Regions from separate parts of the Mus musculus genome. Here regions 1 and 2 are each linked to region 3. Evidence: chromatin contacts called from public Hi-C and promoter capture Hi-C data. All regions are on one chromosome and are shown on one strand. The core of a region is the stretch at or near the end of the contact, and the rest is flanking DNA. Distances in the headings are between cores, read along the strand shown. Region 1 holds the start of Stmnd1 (stathmin domain containing 1). Region 2 has its middle 37 kb from the start of Stmnd1. Region 3 holds the start of Cap2 (CAP, adenylate cyclase-associated protein, 2 (yeast)).

Region 1 (4,535 bases), core at 1,647-4,146, 230 kb before region 3:
TTTAAATTGCTAAATAATGGTTGTCTCTTGGTCTCTTTCAACCCTTTAAAAACATGGAATCTATCCTTAGGTATGGGTCACATAAAGGCAGACACGTAAAATTGGTTTTGGGTTCGGGTTGTCTAACCCTTCCTGAACCAGTAATAGATTGATGAATAAGAAATAAGAATCATCAGCTTCATTTATTGACCTCATCCTTAGTGAGCACTCAAGTTGTTGTTAGCTATTACTGTGACCATGAAACAGTCTCGAGTATTTGGAGATGAAAATCAGGGTAGGCTCTTTCTATGCATTGACAGAATGCTTACAAACAGTGAGCCAGGGTTGACACCCACTCTTTGCAAATGCCTAGAGCTGGAACTTAAATTGGAAGGCTTTCAACTTGGAGTGCGATGCACCTCACTCCATGTGCTCCCCTCTGACTAAACTAGAAGTGTTCTGTGTGGCTGGAAGGTCTTGCTGCAGGTTAACTGCCCTTCCCAGGCAGGTAAACTTCCTAGTAAGTGGGGTGTGGTTATACACACCTATAATCCTAGCATTCCTTAGAGCCTGAGAAGGACTGTCACCGAGGAAAGCATTGGTGAGGAAAAGGTCAGCCAGAGAGGGGGGGGTAGGTAAAGAGAGAGAGACAGAGAGACAGGGGCAGAGAAAGATGGAGAGGTGGGAGAAGGGGAGAGGAGGTGAGTGACAGAGGAGAAAAAGAGAGACAGACAGAGATAGAGAGACAGAGAGACAGAGAAACACACAGAGGCAGAGAGACACGGAGAGGTGGGGGAAGGGGGAGAAGAGGTGAGGACAGAGGAGAGAGAGACAGATTGGAGAAGGGAAGAAAAAGTGGAAAGAGAGAGAGAGAGACTGAGTATCCTGTTTTTTCCATGCTAACTGACAAAGGCCCCTTCTCTCCACCAGGAAGGAGAGACATGACAGTAGAGGACCATCACCGATTCCACTTGGGATTTTGGTGTAGAGAGCGCTACACTGAGGCCAATGTGCCCCTCCTCCCTTTAATACACGTGGTGATAATACCCCCTCCCCCCACCATCTTCCTCCTCCCTCTTCTCTTCCCTTTCTTCCTTTTCCATTTTTTATTTTGAAGTAATAAGGGATGTTCTATACCATTGCTACTCCCAGTCTCTATTTTTTTTAACCATTGTTTTCAACATAATTCAATGTAAGGTTATGAGATTTAGTTTTGATACCAGCTGGTTTAGCAGCTGGGACCCATCAGTGCTAGCGAGGGACTCTTCCACACCAGCAGGAACTAGCCCCAGCACACTCCTAAGAAAGGGGTGTTTTCATAGTTTTGGACCATAGACTTAGGATGCTTTAGAAAATGCCTACACAACACATTTTGGTACCACCCCATTCACTCCCTGAAAACAGATCGCTTCAAAGAAAACACAGGTATCTGCTACAGTTACTCTCCAGTTTTATCAACATGGGTTGAACTTTCCCAGGAACATTTTATAAGTGCACTTTGGGTTGGATAATCCTAGGTGAGATTTTTCCAAAGTAACTTAGTTCAGCCATGAGCCTGTGTTTCTAGAGGTTGACATCATTAACAAATCTTCATTGTTCTGTTTCCTAGTTTTAAGACTTGGACTTGGGTTTGATACATCTTTCTCCATGTTAGTAAAACTTTGACAAACACCATTATTTGAGCAGCAACAGAGTGGCTGAAAAATAAACCCTGAAATGATGATTCACACCTATAATCCCAGTACTTGAGAGGCTGAGGCAGAGGGATTTCCATGAGTCAGAGACAGGCTTGTGTTCTGTACTGAGGATCAGGCTATGTAGACCTGCCTGTCTCAAAAAGGTCAAAAATAAAAATTTTAAAGTAATTTCATACACTGTCATCACAACACTTGTGAGGCAGAGGCAGGAAGATCTGGAGTTCAAGGTCATCCTGAGCTATATAGTAAGCTGAGGTCAGCCTGGACCCCAGCAAACAAATGTGCACTTTATAATCTAGCTATTTAGAGCAGAGCTGGCCTCGGGATTCATTGGGAAGATCTTGGGAGTTTTACATTTCCAGGAAGCCTGGGATGCGTTTTCCAGTTGTTTGGAGAAGCAGAGGGACAGAACTGGCCTCCTGGGTCCTGGTCACAGCTCCTCCTCTGTAACTAGCTCCCTGGAGATCTTAGGAAAGTCACGTGGCTCCCCTAAAGCCTAAATGTATAGCCTTGAAAACAAAGGGTTGAGACATATCAAGCATCTTTTCGACTCCACCTTCTTAGTCCTCAAGAAGGGAAAAAGGATTAAAGTTCTGAAGCTTACTGCTAGTGTGAGCAACCCACAGTTCCCTGCTCCGCCTCTCTTGACAAGGTGCGGGGCAGGGGGCGGGAGGGGGGATGACACCCTGTTGGTTTCATTCTCTGTACAATGTAGAGATTCCTCTCCCCCCCCCGCCCCGCCCCCTCTCCCGCCCCGCTGCACAACCGTTCCTAAAGTGGACTTTGCAAGTCGAAAATGATTTCCAGATCCGCTGGCAGCCGCAGAGCTATTTGTGGTCCTGAGTGATTTTCACCCATGAAGCGGGGTTTATTTCTTATGTGACCATCCTGTGGCATTTAATTGTCTTCTGCTGGCTGTCTGCATCGTGGCCTGCCACAGGCTGCTGCTGCTGATGTGATGCCTGAACCAGATAAGGGGTATGGGGGAGGGCCCTGCGGCGCAGGGCAAAGAAAAAGAAATGAGTGTCCAGTCCAGCCGGTTGCTTAGACTCAGCCCTTCCCTCCCCTCCCTCCTAGAAGAGAATTGGATGGCTTCTCAGATCTTTTAGTTTTCCCTTGCAAAAGTCACATCCTGCCTCACTCAGGTCCCTGGTCTGTGTGACTGTGACGCCTGTTTATTATGGCAACAGTTTCCAGCAACTGCCCAGATGCTGAGCCTGGAGGTATGGGAGGAGGGCGTGCTGGGCCCTGACTGGGGAACAAGGACTCCAGGACAAGATAGAAGCTCCAGGGGGCACAGCCTAGAGAGGAGGAGCAATGGGCTGTGGACCTTCCCAGCAAAAGGAGGACCAGAGCCAGAGCCGCATACCCTCTCCCAGGAAGGGCTGGGAAGAGGGATCCAAGGTAACAGACAATCACAGACCTTGTGGGAGCACACGCCTGGACTACATAGTGAACACTGGAGCTGCGTGCATAGCAAGACACTGTCAGAGAGAGCAGAAGGGAGGACACAAGAGGAGAAAAGAGAGGACAGGGAGGGGAGGGGAGGGGAGGGGAGGGGAGGGGAGGGGAGGGGAGGGGAGGCAGATTTCCCACACTTCCACACTTAGGAAGCTCTGAAGTGATCTGGAGCCAGTGGGCAGTTTACCACCCTCTTAGTAGGTATGTTACTGAGGATGTGAACCAAGAGAGACTGCCAGAATAAACCAAGAGTTTATTCTGCCACTGTTGGCTGGTGTCTCTAAATCAAGAAAGTGTGCATGCCTCTGTATATCTGCATCTGCAGACACATGCATGAGGTCACAGCCCCGGCAGATGCAGGCCCACAGGAGGGGTAGTGGTTTCTGCCATCAACCTAATGTCTCATGGGAAGGCGGGAGTTCCTGAGTGGGGCCAGCTAGTGTTGGTCCTGGAACAGCCCTTCCTCTGTATTTCTTTATAGCACACAGAGCTCTGTCAACCATCGAGCTACATCATCTGGGTTGTTCAGCTTTGGGGGACAAAGCTAGAGGGAATCTGGTTTTTTAGATTCCCCTTCCAATCCACTGTGCCTCAGTTTGTATCATTTACCTGGAGATATCGGGGGAAGTTCCCACAGGGCAGTGGGGGTCAGAGGCTGGGCTGTTTAGCATCTTTCCCTGACTCTACAATAAGGGTTAGGCCCCGACAGACCTAATAAGTCAGGCTTGGCCATTTATACTCCATCAGCCCATTAAAAAATAGTGCAAAGTAGGAAAATTTTTAATTTTTTTTCAATATGGCCACATTGGAAGAAGAACAAAAACAGAGATTCAGAGACTTCCCAAGTCTGTCTTTGGGGTTCTGATGTGACCTGTAGGTCTGAACTGAGGAAGGGCTGGCTTAGTTGGTAAGGGTATTTATACCAAGCCTGAAGACTCAAGTTCAATGCCCTGGTGCCACATGGTAGATGGTGCCCTGACTCCTTAAAACTATTTCCTGAGCTCCATAAATGTGCGCACACACATACAAATGTAATTAACATGTTTTAGGGCAAGAAGCACCAATAATGAATCAGTCTTGATCCTGGTATGGTCTTGCCCATCACTGACGCCATCATGGTCTCAGCTCCAGACTCTCTCTGTCAGACCTGTGTGGGAAAGCCAAAGCCTGCCTCTAACAGAGACTCAGCTGTTCTCTCTCCTAGCCTGAGACTCGGGGAGAAATTCCAACTTCTGGGGGACCTTTGTCTCACTAGTCAAATAGCTAGAGGGAAGGGCACAAGGGTCTCTTTAGAATTCTTTCTCTTCTGTCAGGAAAGTTATAGTTTCACCTATAGAATGGGCATCTCATTGGTATCAAGACCTCAACTCATGGGGGGTGACCCAAGGAGAGGTCCAC
Region 2 (4,725 bases), core at 1,461-3,960, 190 kb before region 3:
GAGGACTTTAAGAAGGACATAAATAAATCCCTTAAAGAAATACAGGCGAACACGGGTAAACAGGTAGAAGCACTTAAAGGGGAAACACAAAAGCCCTTAAAGAATTACAGGACAACACAATCAAACAGGTGAAGAAAATGAACAAAACCATCCAAGATCTAAAAATGGAAATAGAAACAATAAAGAAATCACAAAAGGAGACAGTCGTGGAGTTAGAAAACCTAGGAAAGAGATTAGGAGTTATAGATGAAAGCATCACCAACAGAATACAAGAGATAGAAGAGAGAATCTCAGGTGCAGAAGATACCATAGAAAACATTGGCACAACCGTTAAAGAAAGTGCAAAATGCAAAAAGCTCCTAACCCAAAACATCCAGGAAATCCAGGACACAAGGAGAAGACCAAACCTAAGGATAATAGGTATAGAAGAGAGCAAAGATTTCCAACTTAAAGGGCCTGTAAATATCTTCAACAAAATTATAGAAGAAATTTTCCCTAACCTAAAGAAAGATATACCCATGAACATACAAGAAGCCTACAGAATTCCAAATAGGCTGGACCAGAAAAGAAATTCTTCCCGTCACATAATAATCAAAACACCGAATGCACTAACCAAAGAATATTAAAAGGCAGTAGGGGAAAAAGTTCAAGTAACATATAAAGGCAGACCTATCAGAATTATACCATATTTCTCACCAAGACTATGAAAGCTAGAAGATCCCGGGCAGATGTCATGCAGACCCTAAGAGAACACAAATGCCAGCCCAGGCTTCTATACCCAGCAAAAATCTCAATTATCATAGAGGGAGAAACCAAGATGTTCCATGACAAAACCAAATTTACACAATATCTTTCCATAAATCCAGCCCTAAAAAGGATAATAGATGGAAAACACCAACACAAGGAGGGAAACTACACCCTAGAAGAAGCAAGAAAGTAATCTTTTAACAACCCCCCAAAAAAGATAGTCACACAAACATAATTCCACCTCTAACAACAAAAATAACAGGAAGTAACAATCATGTTTCCTTACTATCTCTTAACAACAACGGACTCAATTCCCCAAAAAGGACATGGACTAACAGACTGGATATGTAAAGAGGACCCAGCATTTTCCTGCATACAGGAAGTGCACCTCAGTGATAAAGGCAGACACTAGCCAAGAGTAAAAGGTTGGAAAACAATTTTCCAAGGACATTTCATACTGGTCAAAGGAAAAATCTGCCAAGAGAAACTCTTAATTCTGAACATCTATGCTCCAAATGCAAAGGCACCCACATTCATAAAAGAAACTTTGCTAAAGCTTAAAGCACACATCACACCCCATACAATAATAGTGAGAGACTTAATTTGGACTTTTATGTCTACCATTGCTGGAGAATTTTCATCCTCACAGAAATGTCCTGGCAGAGTGAGTGACTGCCCAATTATCCCAGATGACATAAAAACCTGTCATTGTTAATTTTGATTGCTAGTTTGAGTGGATTAAGAAACACGCAAGGCACTGATGATAGATATCTTGTGGTAGGTGGGTGATGTTTCCAGAAAGGATTAACTGAGAGGTAAGGACATCCCTAATTTCAAGCAGCATCCTACCATAGGTGAGAAAAACAGCTGAGGATCAGCATTCCACACAGTCTGCTTCCTGAGCCTCTCAGATGTGAGCCACCAAGCTGCCAAGCTAGACTGTACTTCCAAATTATACAACAGAATAAAGCCTTCTTCATTTAGTTTAGTTACTTCTTATTGGGTACTTGGATGCAGGTAGGGAAAAAGTGAGGAATATAGGAATATAGGGCTATTTTCCTTCCAGTTCTCCAAGAAATGGATATTTGTACCTTTGTGACTTGTCTGCAGCAAGGTCCTTGGAAACACACAAAGAAGAACATAGTAAGGAACCATCACTAGTTACAGCTGAGATAAACTCTCAGGAAGTCTCTGGGTTAAGGGAAGCAGTTTCAAGCCTGCATCATCACTGGGAAGATGTCCATCTCCATCACAACACATTGCATGGAAAATGGGAAAAGTAATATCGTTGGACCATTTTGGTTAAAATACTGTATTGGCAACTGCATCTCACTCATCTCAATCACTGGATAATTACATTAGCCAAGAGCATCTCAAGGCCCATATAAGCTAACTACTCCTGGGATGTAGCCAGAAGAGGAAGAAAGCTTACGCTTTTATTGAGGGACAGAACACCACTACCATTCCTGAAAAAAGAAAGAAAAAAAAACCACTATAACTCTGTTTCTCTCTTTCTATGAATTTCTGTTTTTCATAGACCATTGAAAAACCACACTTTGAGGAAAGGATCATGTACAGCGAAATTCACAAGTGACTCTTCTGATGAATCCCAGTCCACAGAGATCTCTCTCTCTCCCCATTTGCTGTGCACATTATCAATGATCCTTGCCGTTAGCTGCTGGGATCTGTCTCCAGCAGGTGGTGCCAAAAGATAGTTAATAGAAGTCAGCTCTGTGGTTTGACAATAAATACATTTAAAAATTAACTGGCTTTTGCGACGTTTTGCATTTTTCTCTCTTTCTTTTGCTTCTTGCCTGTGTGTTCACGTGCATATGCACGTATGTGTGTGTGTACATGTTAGCACGTACGAGTGTAAATGCATGTGTGTTGATCTGAGGACAATCTCGGATGTCCTTCCCCTTCCATCTTGCTTGAGACAGGATCTCTTCCTCACTGTAGCACGCCTCAGGCTAGCTGGCCCAGGAGCTCGGGAGAGTCCCCTGTTTCTGCCTCCTGTCTCATAGGAGCACTGTGGTGACAGTCCCATGTCTCTGTTTTACATCGGTTCTGAGAATCTGAATTCAGGTCTGCTCACTTGCACATCAAGTTCTTTACCCCCTGAGCCACTCACTCCCCTGGTTCACTTTCTCAACTCCATCCGTGTTACTTGTAGGATGGTGCAGACGCCAAGGCTGCTGCTGTCTCTCACTCTACAGAGACCCACGAGACCTGGAGCTCATGGTCTTTCTTCAGACTTCAAAGAGAAAACAGAAGCGACGGGAAGACGGTACTCACACCCCCACATCCACCCACCTGCCTGTATTTGTGACCTCATTCTGCCCCTTCCTCCCCACCCATGTCCCCAGTGAAAGGCCACCCCTCTAACTGGCCTTCCCTGAACTTCTCTTGAACTCCATTTTCCTTCTTATCCACATTGCCCATCCAGGCCCCCAGCCTGGTCTTTGCTTTACATCTGAATGTACTAAAAGAGTACACCTGGCACAGAGCACCAAAGTTCTTGTCTGCTAATTGTTCTCCTTTAGATACCTCCTGTGGAGTTCCCCTCCACGATTTCATGGAATCTGTTCTTGCTCCAGTCACGACTTGCTGGACCAATGGGACAGCTCTACATCTGCACTGTGCTTGATGGCTTCTCATGCCCTCTTTCTCAAAGCACTCGCTTCCCATGTCCTCTTGACTTCCAGGACGTTCACTAGCTGTCCTGTGTCCTGCATCCGGCGGGCCCCAGACTTATTATTCCAGAACATTTCCCACTGGGCGGCATCTAATGTCTGTCTATGAGTTTATCCTTGGCCAGCTTGTGCATTGCGATGGTAGAGGCTATCCATACAACAGTGGCTCCTTGCTGTTTATGACCCTGCACACATCCTGCCAGGCTTCTCCATCAGCATCTCAATAGAATATGTCTGTAGGACAGCTTTCTGCTTCTCCTAAAGGCTTTTCTCTCACAACAAATAGCAACCAGAAGCTCCCTGTGGATCAGGAGCAAAACTTGATGCTGTCTTTGATTTTGCTCTCATTTTCTCGCCTCTGGGTGTGAGGGTATGTATGTATGGAGAAAACTTTCAGATACCATTCCTTGAGTACCATCCACCTTATATTATTGTTGTTGTTATTGTTATTATTATTACTATTATCATTATTATTGACATAGTTTCTCATTGCCTAGTGACTGACAGAGTGGCCTAGGCTGCCTGATCTATATGCCCAGGAATCTGTCTCTGCTTCTCTCCTGCTGAGATTAGAAGCATTTCTCACCACTCCAGACTTCATGAGTTTTATTCATTTATCTTTCTTGAATGTGGATTCTGAGGGATGGAACTCAGGACAAGCCTTTTACCGACTGAGCTGTCAGTCCTGCCTTCCTTTCTCTTTTACCCTGTCTATCTAGCTTTAGTAAATCTTGCAGGGCTCTTTTTCAAAACTGTATTTGCACATAATAAGTATGTCTAGCCTCCTCCATCCACTGGTCCTGATGCCAGTCATCACCCTTCCTTTCCTGGCCAATCACGAGGGTCTCCTGATTCATCCGCCAATCCTGCCTTGTCTCCTTCCACCTATTCTGAATATGGCAGCCACAGTCATCTTATTAAAATATAAATCTCTGCAACACCAGAGTTATCCAGGTCAAGCCAGAATGGTCCAGTATGCTATGTGCCCATGCATGACCTGCCCCTATTCTCTCTCGGGCTTTGCTTGGATCGAGTTCATGGCCACTCATTCACTCCAACCATTATGTCCCTTGCTGTTCCTTCCTCACACCAGGGTTCACACTACCCAAATGGCTTCACAGACCATTCTTCCAGAGGAGGAGCCTGGTACTCTTCTCAGACCATCCGGTTTAAAGCCACGATCTCTCACCACCTCCATCATCCTCAACACCGCTGTGACCACTGCTCACCATCACTTCTCCCATGATTATGTTAGCTGAATTACATCTCTCCATAGTGATCAGCA
Region 3 (4,458 bases), core at 930-3,429:
AACCATATTAGAAGTGTGCACATTGTATATGGGGTCTGAAGAGCATGCTTGGTTCACCAAGCTTGCAAGGTTAGCACTTTGCCAACTGAGACATCTTCCCTCCTCCAGGCTGAGTTTCAAGGTGCTGGAGTCAGCTACTACGTTGAGATTCACAGAAAAAAAGTTCATTCAAAACTTTTGTCCTATGTAAAGAAGAACAGACGTTAGAATAGGGCTGAACACACTGAACATGCTTCATTCGTTCTTCTCTTTGACCACCACACACAAACAAGACATTGCAATGCACCATTTACATGGCATTTATAACATATCCCAATATGTAATATTGTAAAAACTGTAAAGCCATCTGGATGCGATCAGAGTGCAAGAAGGTTGCAGAAGTTTGTGACCACACATGCCATGGCCTTTTATAGAGCAGTCTTACACATCTTCATATCTTGATATCTGCAGCAGGCCCTGGGACCCGTTCCCCAGACACAGAAGGACAGCTGGGTTAAGTAGCAAGAAGTGTTGGATTAAGTTGTGGATAACTGTGGACGCTGGTGCATCGAAGGTATGATGCATGCCTGTAGTCTCAGCATTTAGGAGGTGGAAGCAGAAGGATTGCTGTGAGTTTAGGGACTTAGAGTTTTACGCCAGCCTGGCCTGTATCCTTGTCTCAAAAGCCCAGTATATGTGTTCATTCAAAGCACATGTGTCAGCACAAATAATAAGCAGGTCTCCATTTACTCCAGACAAAAGAGAGTCAAGAGGTGCCTGCTAGGCATGGCTCCACAGTTGTGGGCTTTTGACAACACCAAGAGCTGAGTTAAATGTGATTTTTAACATCGACAGTTGTGGTAGTTTGTATGTAACTGGCTCCATTAGGCCCATAAGGGAGTGGCATGATTAGGAGGTGTGGCTTTCTTAGAGTGGGTGTGGCCTTGCTGATGGAGTCACTGTGGAGGTTGGCTTTCAGGTGTTATATGCTCAGGCTATATCCAGTGTGGTATGCAGTCTCCTCTTGCTGTCTGGAGATCAAGATGTAGAACTTTCAGCTGCTTCTCCAGCACCATGTCTACCTGCGTGCCACAGGCTTCATGCTATGATGATAATGGACTGAACTTCTGACTAATACCCAACCCCAACTAAATATTTTATTTTATAAGAGTTGCTGTGGTCGCTGGGCCGTGGTGGCACACGCCTTTAATCCCAGCACTTGGGAGGCAGAGGCAGGTGGATTTCTGAGTTCGAGGCCAGCCTGGTCTGCAGAGTGAGTTCCAGGACAGCCAGGGCTACACAGAGAAACCCTGTATCGAAGGGAAAAAAAAAAAACGAAAGAAAAGAAAAAGAAAAAGAAAGAGAAAAAGAAAAAGAAAAAGAAAAAGAAAAAGAAAAAGAAAAAGAAAAAGAAAAAAAAAAGAGTTGCTGTGGTCATGGTGTCTGTTCTCTGCAATAAAACCCTAAGACAACAGGGAACATTGGCTTTACCAGAATCCCCTTTACTACACAATTTTGAGAGTTTGCTTTTTGAATATCTGTAGGGCCAGGCATAGTGGATCTGTCCATTAATCCCAGCACTCTGGAAGCAGAGGCAGGAGGATGTCTGTGAGTTCAAGAACAACCTGTTCTACAGCAAGTCCCAGGGCAGCTAGGGCTTTGTAGGGAGACACTTTCTCAAATTTTAAACAAAAGAACATAAGCTATTACATTTCTCTCTCCCCCTCCCTTCGTCTGCAGCTTTTCCCCTTGACAATCATTCATTCAGTGAAGAGCTTTGTGTCCAGTATTCCAGACTCAGATGAAAATCGAAAATCGATCCTCTCTGTCTAATTATGCTAACCAGAGAGAAACGCTTCCAGTTTCGTCAGCATAGACCATACATATATAAAATAAGGGGCAGTGTCTACAAGTAAAACAGTTGCTGGAGTAGGCCGGCCAAGGATTCTACTCGTTTCTAAATAATCAGATGACTTTTTAAAGTTTCTGTATATAAGTTACTTGCCCCAGATCTACAATCTATCTGAAGAGATACATGCATTTGCTCTCCTTTATCCTTTTCTTTGAGTTGGAGGATATTCGAGGTGCTCCATTCTCCCTCTCTTTGTGCGGGTCACTATGCAGCCCTACCCACCCCCAACCCCCTTCAGGGACCGCCAGACCTTTTCAGAGCTCTTTGCAAACCCGCAGGAGGAGGCGAAGGCATTTCCTGCTTGCACCGGCGATCGCCTCTGCCCTCCTATCTCTCTTCTCCCACGGCCCATCTGTGTCTCCTCTCTGCTCCCTTCCTTGCCACCCCCGCCCTCGGCTGGGTGCTCCCGGCCCCTCCCGCGCCCGTCTGTATTTGGAGCTGCCGGAAGCTGCGGGCGACTCTCCCCGAGAGCAGCGTGACCGACTCGGGCTCCCGTGCAGGGGGGAGGCGGAGGCAGCACCGGGCCTGCGGGAGGAGGGCGCAAGTGGCCGGAGCCGGCTTTGCATCACCGAAGCCAGGACCTGAGCTCTACAGCAGGTCAGGCTGGAACGCGGAGGGGGACGGGGGGGGGGGGGGCGGCGAGGAGAATGGGGGGCTTGCCTGGACACCCGGCACCCAAGGCCGGCGCTCTCAAGTTGCGCGCCCCTGGTAGGGTGGGAGATGGCCAGGGCGCGGGGAAGAAAGGCGAAGCAGACTCAGGGATCTGAGGCCACCCAGATGTGAGGACAAGGGAAGTGAGGACCGGAGATGTGAGGATCTGTGATGCGGGGATCTGACACTGGGGCAGTCCTCATCTGGGTCAGCTCAGCCCAGCGCTCCAGCTGCTCGCCTGGCGCTGAGGACCGCGAGTTTCGGGCTGGAGGGCCACCTATGGCCTGCCCGCCGACAACCACCGCACCCTAGGCCGGTCTAACTTCAAGGGGTCTCCACTGCTCTGCTTTGAGCTTTCTGAGGGTTCCCGGGTGGGTGTCATTGAATTAGACCTCGCCAGTGCCACCTCAATCCGAAGGTGCTGGAAGGAAAGGAAGGGACCTGGCTTCTCTGCAGAATCTGACTTGAGGCCATGAGTCACTTCTAAAAAATGCACACGCAACTGATGCTTTGAAGGGACCGCTCTGAAAATGGTACCCCTCAGCAGCTCTCTGACTGTCCCATAGGGGGTTGTTTGTGACATCAGCAATCTTGTCGTCATCTTTAGGCGGATGGCCCGCCATGCACATGAGACTATTTATTCTCATCAACACCACAGAGGCTGTGCATTAAGTCATGTCGGAATCCAGGCGTTCTTTATGTGAGTTTGTGCTTTTAGGACTTGTATTTAGAATTAGGTCTAAAAAGTTTACCAAGTGGAGGTGAACTTTGTACAGCCAAGACTTGCGTCTTGGCCTGAGTAATCAGGAGAAGGCAGAAACAAACGGAAAAAAAAAAAAAAAAGAAAAAGAAAAAGAAAAAGAAAAAAGAAAAAAAGGGGGGGGGGAGTTTATCAGAATTGCTTGCAGAGAGAGCACTGCCTGTTCGTTTGGCTGCTTGGTTTGTTGGTAGACAGAGCTTTGCCATGGAACCCCAGGCTGACCTCAAACTGTTAGCAATCATTCTGCTTCCGAGCTGAGATTACAGGTGTGCTCCTCTGCTTCCGAGAGGCGGACTTACTCTGTACCCAGACTAGCCAGGAACTCGCCATTAGCCCAGGTTGACTTCAAACTCACAATCCTCCTGCTTCCGGCTTCTGAGTGCTGGATTACTGGTAGGCACTGCCACACCTAACGAAGGTGTCTCAGAAGTCTTGCTGACGTAGCTGGGACCACTTTGTGGAAAGTAACAGTGGTGTCTGTCTCACCTTTGGAGTGACTTCGATTTGCTGGGGTTTTGTTAGAATACAAGCCTGCTGAGGGCAGGGAGGGGTTCGGGGTGGTTCTGCGTGGTTAGGGACTGAAAGCTGGTACAGAAAGCTGGTGGAAAGAATTAATTCGATCACTTGCAGTCAGAGCACGGTATCTTGACAAGACTGTACCTTTTTTTTTTTTTTCTTAAGAAAAGACTTATTTCTCCACGGATCCTCGAATCTGAAAATCCTTAATAAAGTTAGGCTCAAGTGAGACTCAAAGACAAAGAGGAAAAAAAAGAAGCTGACTGTGAGAAATGATAGTGACCAACCAGTTCTGCAAGCCGGAAGTGGGGTTTTCCACAAGACATTGTTTAGCTTGTTGGAATGACGGGAGTGTGGGGTTCCCTAACTTCCTGGCTAAAGAGCTAGATGGTAAATAGGGGCTCTGCAGCCCTCAAGGTCGACTTAGTAACTACTCAGCTTGGCTATTGTAAATCGAACGAGGACGAGGAGAATATGGAGAGGACTGTACCGGCGAGTTTCATTGTGTTAACAGATATGAAATTTGAAATTTAGTTGATTTTCACCAGTAGCAATTTTTCTCCTCTATCACACACACTCACACACACACTTGCACTCACATACATGCGAGCATATCCACTCACACACCATACAGACATAC

What was found. Hi-C and Micro-C count contacts between places; a contact is called where the count stands out from the background. Capture Hi-C pulls out chosen DNA fragments and counts their contacts.
Region 1: a promoter capture Hi-C map of adipose tissue shows a contact between it and region 3. The contact joins the promoter of Stmnd1 here to the promoter of Cap2 in region 3. A contact is called at or near these places in 1 of 484 Hi-C or Micro-C datasets (neural progenitor cells), 2 of 115 datasets of contacts at active chromatin or transcription factors (embryonic stem cells and stem cell-derived neural progenitor cells) and 1 of 9 other capture datasets (adipose tissue).
Region 2: a Hi-C map of double positive thymocytes shows a contact between it and region 3, with 2.4 times the contacts expected there. The contact joins the enhancer-like site here to the promoter of Cap2 in region 3. A contact is called at or near these places in 5 of 39 promoter capture datasets (embryonic stem cells, hippocampal neurons, liver and 1 more), 20 of 484 Hi-C or Micro-C datasets (CD4 T cells, the HPC-7 cell line, Th1 cells and 13 more), 6 of 115 datasets of contacts at active chromatin or transcription factors (cardiomyocytes, embryonic forebrain, embryonic stem cells and 3 more) and 3 of 9 other capture datasets (adipose tissue, embryonic stem cells and liver).

The regions. Positions count from the first base shown.
Region 1 is chr13:46,270,825-46,275,359 of GRCm38.p6, forward strand. Stmnd1 (stathmin domain containing 1) reads left to right here and starts at 2,897. Exons shown (of 5, transcript NM_001005422.1): 1 at 2,897-3,080. The coding sequence starts at 2,994.
Region 2 is chr13:46,308,436-46,313,160 of GRCm38.p6, forward strand. No RefSeq gene overlaps it. Among named protein-coding and RNA genes, the nearest start is that of Stmnd1, 37 kb to the left of the region's middle. Within about 2 kb of position 2,711, at least 15 of the 459 cell types and tissues checked have an H3K27ac peak or open chromatin away from gene starts, as enhancers often do. A contact at or near this core is called in cerebral cortex, double positive thymocytes and hippocampal neurons, where this site is marked.
Region 3 is chr13:46,499,724-46,504,181 of GRCm38.p6, forward strand. Cap2 (CAP, adenylate cyclase-associated protein, 2 (yeast)) reads left to right here and starts at 2,180. Exons shown (of 13, transcript NM_026056.4): 1 at 2,180-2,488. It overlaps LOC115488182 (a long non-coding RNA gene), which reads right to left and starts at 2,227. Exons shown (of 2, transcript XR_003950691.1): 1 at 2,142-2,227; 2 at 1-1,010.